Linked DNA regions of Mus musculus: region 2 is linked to region 1. A link is a contact called in public Micro-C data. All regions are on one chromosome and are shown on one strand. The core of a region is the stretch at or near the end of the contact, and the rest is flanking DNA. Distances in the headings are between cores, read along the strand shown.

Region 1 (3,363 bases), core at 342-2,841:
CAGGGGATGAAGGACCAGTCTAGGGCGGGGCAGGACTCGAGGGCGTTGGCTGCATAGCCTGGTTCTAGCTGGAGGCGGAGCAGCTTCCCCAGGGTCCCCACATAGCCAGACCAGGAACCCCATGGGTACACGGGCAGCGCCGCGGCCCACGGCGCGAGAAATACCAGGAGGCTTCCCCAGTGGCTCCTCTCGTGTGGCCGCCCGCTCATCAGCAAGGGCCGGAAGATCGGGGTAGTGGGTGGGTGGTCTGTGCTTTCCCAAAGGAAAGAATAAAGCAAAAGCGAGACAACGTCCCAGCCACGGTTCTCAGGTCCCGATGTCAGAGCTCCCTAGACTGCGTCCCCGCAACACTTATCCTTCTGCTGAAAGACCCGGGGCAGGGTCTCTGGAGAGATGTCCCGGGATGGGGGACAGCGGGCTCGGCTCTGTCCTGCACACACCCGCCTGAGAGGCAGTGGCGGGGGCAGGGGCGGAGGAGGCCCGGGGAGGGCGCGGAGGGGGGGGGGAAGAGGCTCCGGGCCGTGGGGGGAGGGGAGCAGCAGACGCCGAGGCGAGGGACGCGCAAGGCGGGCGGCGTCTCGGAGCAGCGGCCGGGCGGGGGGCTCTGGAGGCCAGGCAGGCCAGGGGGGGATCCCGAGAGCTCCATGAAGTCCCCCCGGGGCTGCGGACGGGGCGCTGGCTTGGGGAGGCTGTCGGGGGGGCCCCGACATTCATGGCAAGGCGGGGGCCGCGGCGGCGAGCTCGGAGTAAGTCGGGGCTTGGGGGATGGGGGTGGGGGGTCGGGCGCGCGGGGCGCGGGAGGCCGGAGTCGGGCAGGAGGGGACTCGGGGCCCGGCCAGGGCGGGCCCGGCTGCCCCGTCTCCGTGTCAGTCTGCGGCGCCTCCTCGGAGCCCTGTGGAGTCGCCAGCCCCGCTGCCGCTCAGTTCGGTGGCTTTTTTGGAAACTTGCAAATGTTTTCGTAGAGGAGGGGAGGGGGGAGCGAGGGAGTGACCGAAACCGAGCTTGGGGCCGTTGGAATAGCAGAGGCCAAAGCCGGGGAGCGCGGGGAGGGTGGGTGGTGGGTGGACGGTAGCAAAGGACCGACTGACAAGCAGACAGGCAGCCTCAGCGTCGGGGCAGCAGAAACGCCCGTGCCGCTCGGGCGCACGCAGCGCGGGTTCGGAAGATGGGAAATGGGGTGCAGGGGGTGAGCAACAAGGTCACGGGGGTCCAGACTGAGACGGGGAGCCGGCCACGATGCCGCGGGAGAGCCGGGAGCTGGCGGCAGAAACGCCGAAGGGCTCAGTGTGGTTGCAAAAGTCAGGATGGCATCCCCTAGTTGCACGCCCCGCGCAACTCAAAACGCGCCCCCTGCCCCGCCCCGACTCCCCTGTTGCCCACTGCCGCGGAGCTAAAAATAACAGCCTGGTCGCCCCCCGCAGACCGCGACCCCGACCCCTCCCCCGCCCCTCCCCCACTGGGCGTGGAGCGAAGCCACGGCTCCCAGTTCCCCCAAAGAGGGGGGAGAAAAAAGACAGAGAGAAAGAAAGAAAGAAAAGGCGGCGCGGGAGGGGAGCGGGGGGCGGGCCGGGGGCGGGGGGCCCAGCCATATGGATGTGATTTCTCCGCTCCGAGGCAGACAGGCCGCTCAGCAGCGCTCGGCGCCCGCCCGCCGCCCGCCCGGCCTCAGGCTGCCTCCCTCCCTCCGCCCTCCCTCTCTCCATTGCGCCGGTTCGTTCTCTCGCTCGCCCTCGGCGAATGGGCCCCGCGTCGGGCTCCGGGGCCTCCGGCCGCCCGGACGCCGGGGTCCCCTAGGCCGGGGCGTGGGCGGGGCGGCCCGGCCTGACGCAGCTCTGCACCCTCCAACCATCACCAGGGCCGGCGGCGGCTGCCCCGAGGGACGCGGCCCTAGGCGGTGGCGATGGGGACCGCCCGGATCGCACCCAGCCTGGCGCTCCTTCTCTGCTGCCCAGTGCTCAGCTCCGCATATGCGCTGGTAAGTCTCTCTCCGTCCACACTCCAACACAGGACTCCTGGAATTGCTTTGGGGTTCCTGGGACGAGTGTAGGCACAAATTCTTGGGCTCTCCTTATAGTCTGAACTTTGGGATGGGACCTCCGAGCCCCCACCCCCCCAGCCATGAACCAGGAACCCTGGTGTCTGCTCTGTTTGGGGTGTCTTACCGTAGGTTCCAGATGCCTGAAGTTTCCCCACTTCTGAAGACTTGGCTTGGGGTCCTGGGTCTGGAAACCTGTGGTTGGAGTTCCCCTACACCATGCTTCTGTGAGCATATGGCTCTGGTCGTATGTATCTTTTTCAGTGGTAACTGTGCGATTCAGCGGGTTCTGGGTGTGGAGTATCACACACTGCGCTGGGGGCGGGGGGAGCTCCGTTTTTGCAAGTTTTGTTTGCACCCGGTGCTCAAAGCTGTGTGCAAGAAGTCAGAAATCACTTAGACTTGAGGGTAGGATTTAGAGCCCTCCTCAGTTCTCTGGATCCTACAGATGCACAGATGTATGCATGAATGGGACCGCTTTACCCAAAGTGGAAATCGGTTTGCCCAGGGAGGTGGGTGTGGTACAGAGGTCTTCCAAAAGACACTGATCTCATAGCACACCTTGCAGAAGATATGTGCTGTGGGACATGAGTGTGCTGATCTTTGGGGGGTACTGTGCGTGGTCTGAGGGTGAATACCAAGAAACAGACTAGTGGAGAGGGCCAGACAGACAAAGAAAGGGGTTAGGATGAGAGCTCTGGACCCCAGCGGAAAGAGACTCAGAACAGAAGACAACTAGAAAGCTGGAACTCGACCTCATCTTGGGCTAGGGTCTGTTAGCCATTTCTCAGAGAGGGGAGATTTTCTGTCCTCTCATTCCCTTAGTGGTCCCATCCCAAGTGCCTAACCTATTCTTGAATCAGTTTTTGTGCCTGACTTTGAGGTCTTGTTGCCCCCCACCCCGTACTCCACCCCTGACCAAGGTCTAGAGAGACAGAGCAAGTAGCTTCCTTCATAGGACAGTCCGGAGGTGCTCCGGACACGGGGGAGAGAGCTATTTGCTGAACTTTCCTCAGTGACTTCTGTGTGTGTACACATATATGTGCATGTGTCTCACATTCGAGGACACAGGAGCTGTGGGGCTCCCCCAGCTCAGCCTACAGCTGTGTGACCTTCGACTCTCTTTCTGCACACCTCAGTTGCCCATCTGTGAACAGAGAGCACGAGAGAAACATTTGCCTGACACCCTAGCAGTTTGATGTCCTCCTCCTGTGCCCATAGCCTCGATTCTAGTCCAGCAAAGGACAATCAAAGCCAGAGACTGTTCAGGAGGTGCTCCGGACACGGGGGAGAGAGCTATTTGCTGAACTTCCCTCAGTGACTTCTGT
Region 2 (3,555 bases), core at 475-2,974, 570 kb before region 1:
AATACTGAAATGAACTATTTTCTCATATGTAGAATCTAGATTTCTGTACCTATGAATGATGTGAAACACGGGGGACAGTTTGAAGGGAGCAGAGACAACCAAGGGGGAGGCAAGTACAAAGTACAGTAATAGTCATGTCATCGTGAAACCCTTTATTTTGTAGAGATTTTCTTAAACAATTTTTTTAAGATACAAAAAGGGGGGGGGACGGAATTCGCCCTGCAATCCTACAAAAGAGCCCCGATAGAAAAACAGTTTTAAATATTCCTGCTCCCTCTACAAGAAGGTACTTTCTAGAAAGCACCAAAGAGGTTGTAGATGCCAGCAGTGTAATAGCCTTTCCTCAAAATCAAAAAGGTGCCTTGCACGGGAAAAGCTGAACACTGGGTAGCTGGGGATAAATCCGGGTGTAAGGGACCGCAGAGCCTCTGGCTTTCCACTCATCCTCTCTAGCTAAAGATGCAGTGATTGCGACAGTGCTAACTGAGCTGAAGCGGGTCCCCAGGCTGCAGAGCTCACGGACTCCCTTGCCCTCCTTTCTAAATTTTGCTTTTTCTTTTTTTCCAAGTTGCACATCTCCCTAAGAACTATCCCCAGGCAGCCTCTCTCTTGCCTGCCTCGGTGAAACGCCCCCAGCAGAGAGCAGAGTCCCCCCCAGCGGGGCCCGCGAGCCCTCCGCGGCGGGTTACAAGTGCGCAGAGCCCGCGAGTGCAAGAGTGCGGGGGTTGGGGGCCCGAGGACGAACCGGGCTGAGCCGGGCCGAGCAGCAGGCTGAACCCGCGCTCCTGAGCAAACCGCCCCGCGACTCGGGTCGGCGGCGGAGGGTGGGCCGCGGAGGCCGCAGGGATGGAGGACCGAGGCCTCCCCCTCCAGGGGGCAGCCCGCGCCCCGCGCTCCCCGCCGATGCCGCGCCGTCATCCCCGCGCGGCTCCGCACACCTCGAGCCAAGCTGTGCGGCGAGGCGCGTCCGCCGCGGTGTGGCCCGGAGGCCCCTCCGGGGGGTGGGGGAGGATGGGGGTGGGGGTCCCCGCAGGGAAAGCTCCGCCGGGCACCGCTGCCCGCCCGGGCCGTGTCGCCCCGCGCGCCTTCCCGCGCCAGGCCGCGGTCGAGGGAGGGAGAAGGGGGGAGGGCAGACAACCCCGCGGGGCCTCGGGGACTCGGGGCCCGCAAAGCCCCAGACGCCCCCCCCCCAACCCCCGCCAGCTACGCACCTTGCCGCGCGCGGGTCCCACATGGCCGGGACTCGCCGCCGCCGCCTCGGGATGCGCGCAGGTGACACCGAGGCCCCGCGTTCCGAGGCCGGGGCCAGGCGGAAAGCTGCTTCCCGCGGCTCGTGCGGGACCGGCTGCGGGAGCGCCGCGCAGGCCGAGTCCGTGCTCCCACGCGGCTGCGGGGGCCCGAGAGCCGTCACGTATCGCCTCGCGGCGGGAGACGAAGGTGTCGCCTTTGCTCCGAGGAGAGTGTCGCGTCCCGCACCGCCGCGCGGGAGAGGCCCGCGGCGTGGCGGCCCGGCCTCCGGGGCCGAAAGCTTCGCGCCGGGCGCGCGGGACCGCGGCGTGGGGCCCCGTCTCGAGCTGCGTCTCCTCGGAGGCCAGCGGCGGCCCGCGGTCGTGGAAGCCATGGCTCGGCGAGCTCGCGGCGGCGCGCTCCCCTCGGGTCGTCCCCTCAGACGCCGACGTCGCACTCACCGCGCGCCCGACGCGCCGTTCCTGGAGGTCGGGAGCAGACCGGGCAGCGAAGCTCCGAGCAGCGCGACGCTCGTCGCCTCCGTCATTTGCCGAGTTCCTGTCACGCGGGCGGGAACCGTCCAGGCGCCTGGCAGAAGGGCCGCGAAGTCGTGAGGGTGAGGCGAGGTGGCTCCGAAGCTCTCCTGAGCCGGGATGCGTGCTCGCCCCCCGCCGGGTGGTCCTCGCGACTGAGGGGACAGGAGTCACGTTCCCACCCTCCAGGGGCCCGGGACCCAATCAGAGGGCGCGGCCGCTGGCACGCTGCCTCCTGGTGGCTCATGGGCCTCCTGGGCCAGAGCCCAGGGCGCGTCGAACAGCGGAAGACAGGAGCCGGCCGGGGGAGGCGGAGGGACGAGGCCAGGAACACCGCGGTCCTTCCCAGCTCCTCCAGGGGAGTCGGAACCAGTCAGCCCTGACCAGCAGCCTCCTTCTGGCCTTCTCTCAATTCGACCCCCATGCCACCACACACGCACTCACGCACACACACAAATGTGAGGCGCCATTCCCCCTCAAAACCCTTGGGTGGCACCCCACTGCCTAGGGCTGAGCCTTTAGGCTCCTCAGTGTTAGCCTAGGGTCCCGGACACAGTGCTCCCACAAACGCTTGAACTCCAGTCATACCCCCACCCTGGTGGGATTTTTAAAACGCTGGTGGATGCCTTTGCTTCTGATTTCTTATGGCATATATCTCCAGGGTGCAATTTTTAAAGCTTTCCAAGACATTGTATCAAGTAGTAGAATTTGAAAGGCTTGCTGTCATGAGACATTGCTAGACCTTTCATTTTAAAGAGATTTTATAAAACCTTCTCAGCTCTAACATGTTTGGTACACCACCAGCAACAGCACCACCACCACCACCACAGCCTCATCATTTCCACTTCCAAAAGGCCTAGTGGGTTTCCTACGTCAGAGTAAGGCTAGTGGGTTTCTTATGTCAGAATAAGGCAAGAGATTGTGGAGGCAGTACAAGAATAAAATGTGCATCTGTGCTTTTCTGTCCATTTCCATAGCATTGACCTCTAATGTGGACTATACTCTTCAAAATCATCACATAAGTAGATCTTGCTTTTCAAAATCACTTCAACTATTATCAAAATGAGGTGTTGGTGCTGTTAAAAAAAAAAAAAAGCAATCCCCTGCTGCCCTCCTATCTAACAACCCTTTGAGTCTTTCCATGCTTATTTAATTGCTCTGTTCATGTCTGTAAACGTGTTTGGTTGCTACTTGGAATACTTCTTCCCAGTTTCATACACTATCCCTATCTGGTAAATACTTTGAGGCTGCGTACCAAAAGACCTTTATATTTGGTATTCTAGTTTATCTGGGTATAAAATTCAGGCTCAGAAATCATTCACTCCAGTGACTTGTAGCTTTGAGAATTGTTGAAACTGCTAGAAACATTCTGTTATTGACCTCTTTTATTGTTTGTTTTCCTTTATTCTGGAAACCTAAAGAAATTTCCTTTTCTCTTGATGTTTTGAAGCTGCACAGTGCTTGGCAGAGATGCTGGCCCAGTTGTCCAGTCCAGTCCACTGGCTGCTGGGTGTATTATTTCATTCTTAGCTGTCAAGTTCCCCAATTAACTTGTTTCTTCTCCATTTTCAGTATTTTTTCTTCTTGGATAGCCCTATCATTCAGATATTGGACTTCCAGAATTGCCTTTGTGACATAGTTCCTTAATTTCCAAATCATCGTCGTGGCTGACATTTTTATTTTTTTCTTCTCTTGTCTGTCTGTCTGTGTGAGGCAGGGTCTCACTATGTAGCCTAGGCCAGTGTGTGTGTGTGTGTGTGTGTGTGTGTGTGTGTGTGTGTGTGTGTGTGATTAT

Evidence for each region. Hi-C and Micro-C count contacts between places; a contact is called where the count stands out from the background.
Region 2: a Micro-C map of embryonic stem cells shows a contact between it and region 1, with 5 times the contacts expected there. The contact joins the promoter of Trank1 here to the promoter of Pth1r in region 1. A contact is called at or near these places in 3 of 39 promoter capture datasets (all in embryonic stem cells), 7 of 484 Hi-C or Micro-C datasets (all in embryonic stem cells), 1 of 115 datasets of contacts at active chromatin or transcription factors (embryonic stem cells) and 1 of 9 other capture datasets (liver).

What each region holds. Positions count from the first base shown.
Region 1 is chr9:110,740,838-110,744,200 of GRCm38.p6, reverse strand. Pth1r (parathyroid hormone 1 receptor) reads left to right here and starts at 1,591. Exons shown (of 14, transcript NM_001083936.1): 1 at 1,591-1,975. The coding sequence starts at 1,901. Gm35775 (a long non-coding RNA gene) reads left to right here and starts at 2,399. Exons shown (of 2, transcript XR_379891.3): 1 at 2,399-3,363.
Region 2 is chr9:111,309,908-111,313,462 of GRCm38.p6, reverse strand. Trank1 (tetratricopeptide repeat and ankyrin repeat containing 1) reads right to left here and starts at 1,724. Exons shown (of 22, transcript NM_001164659.1): 1 at 1,212-1,724. The coding sequence starts at 1,621.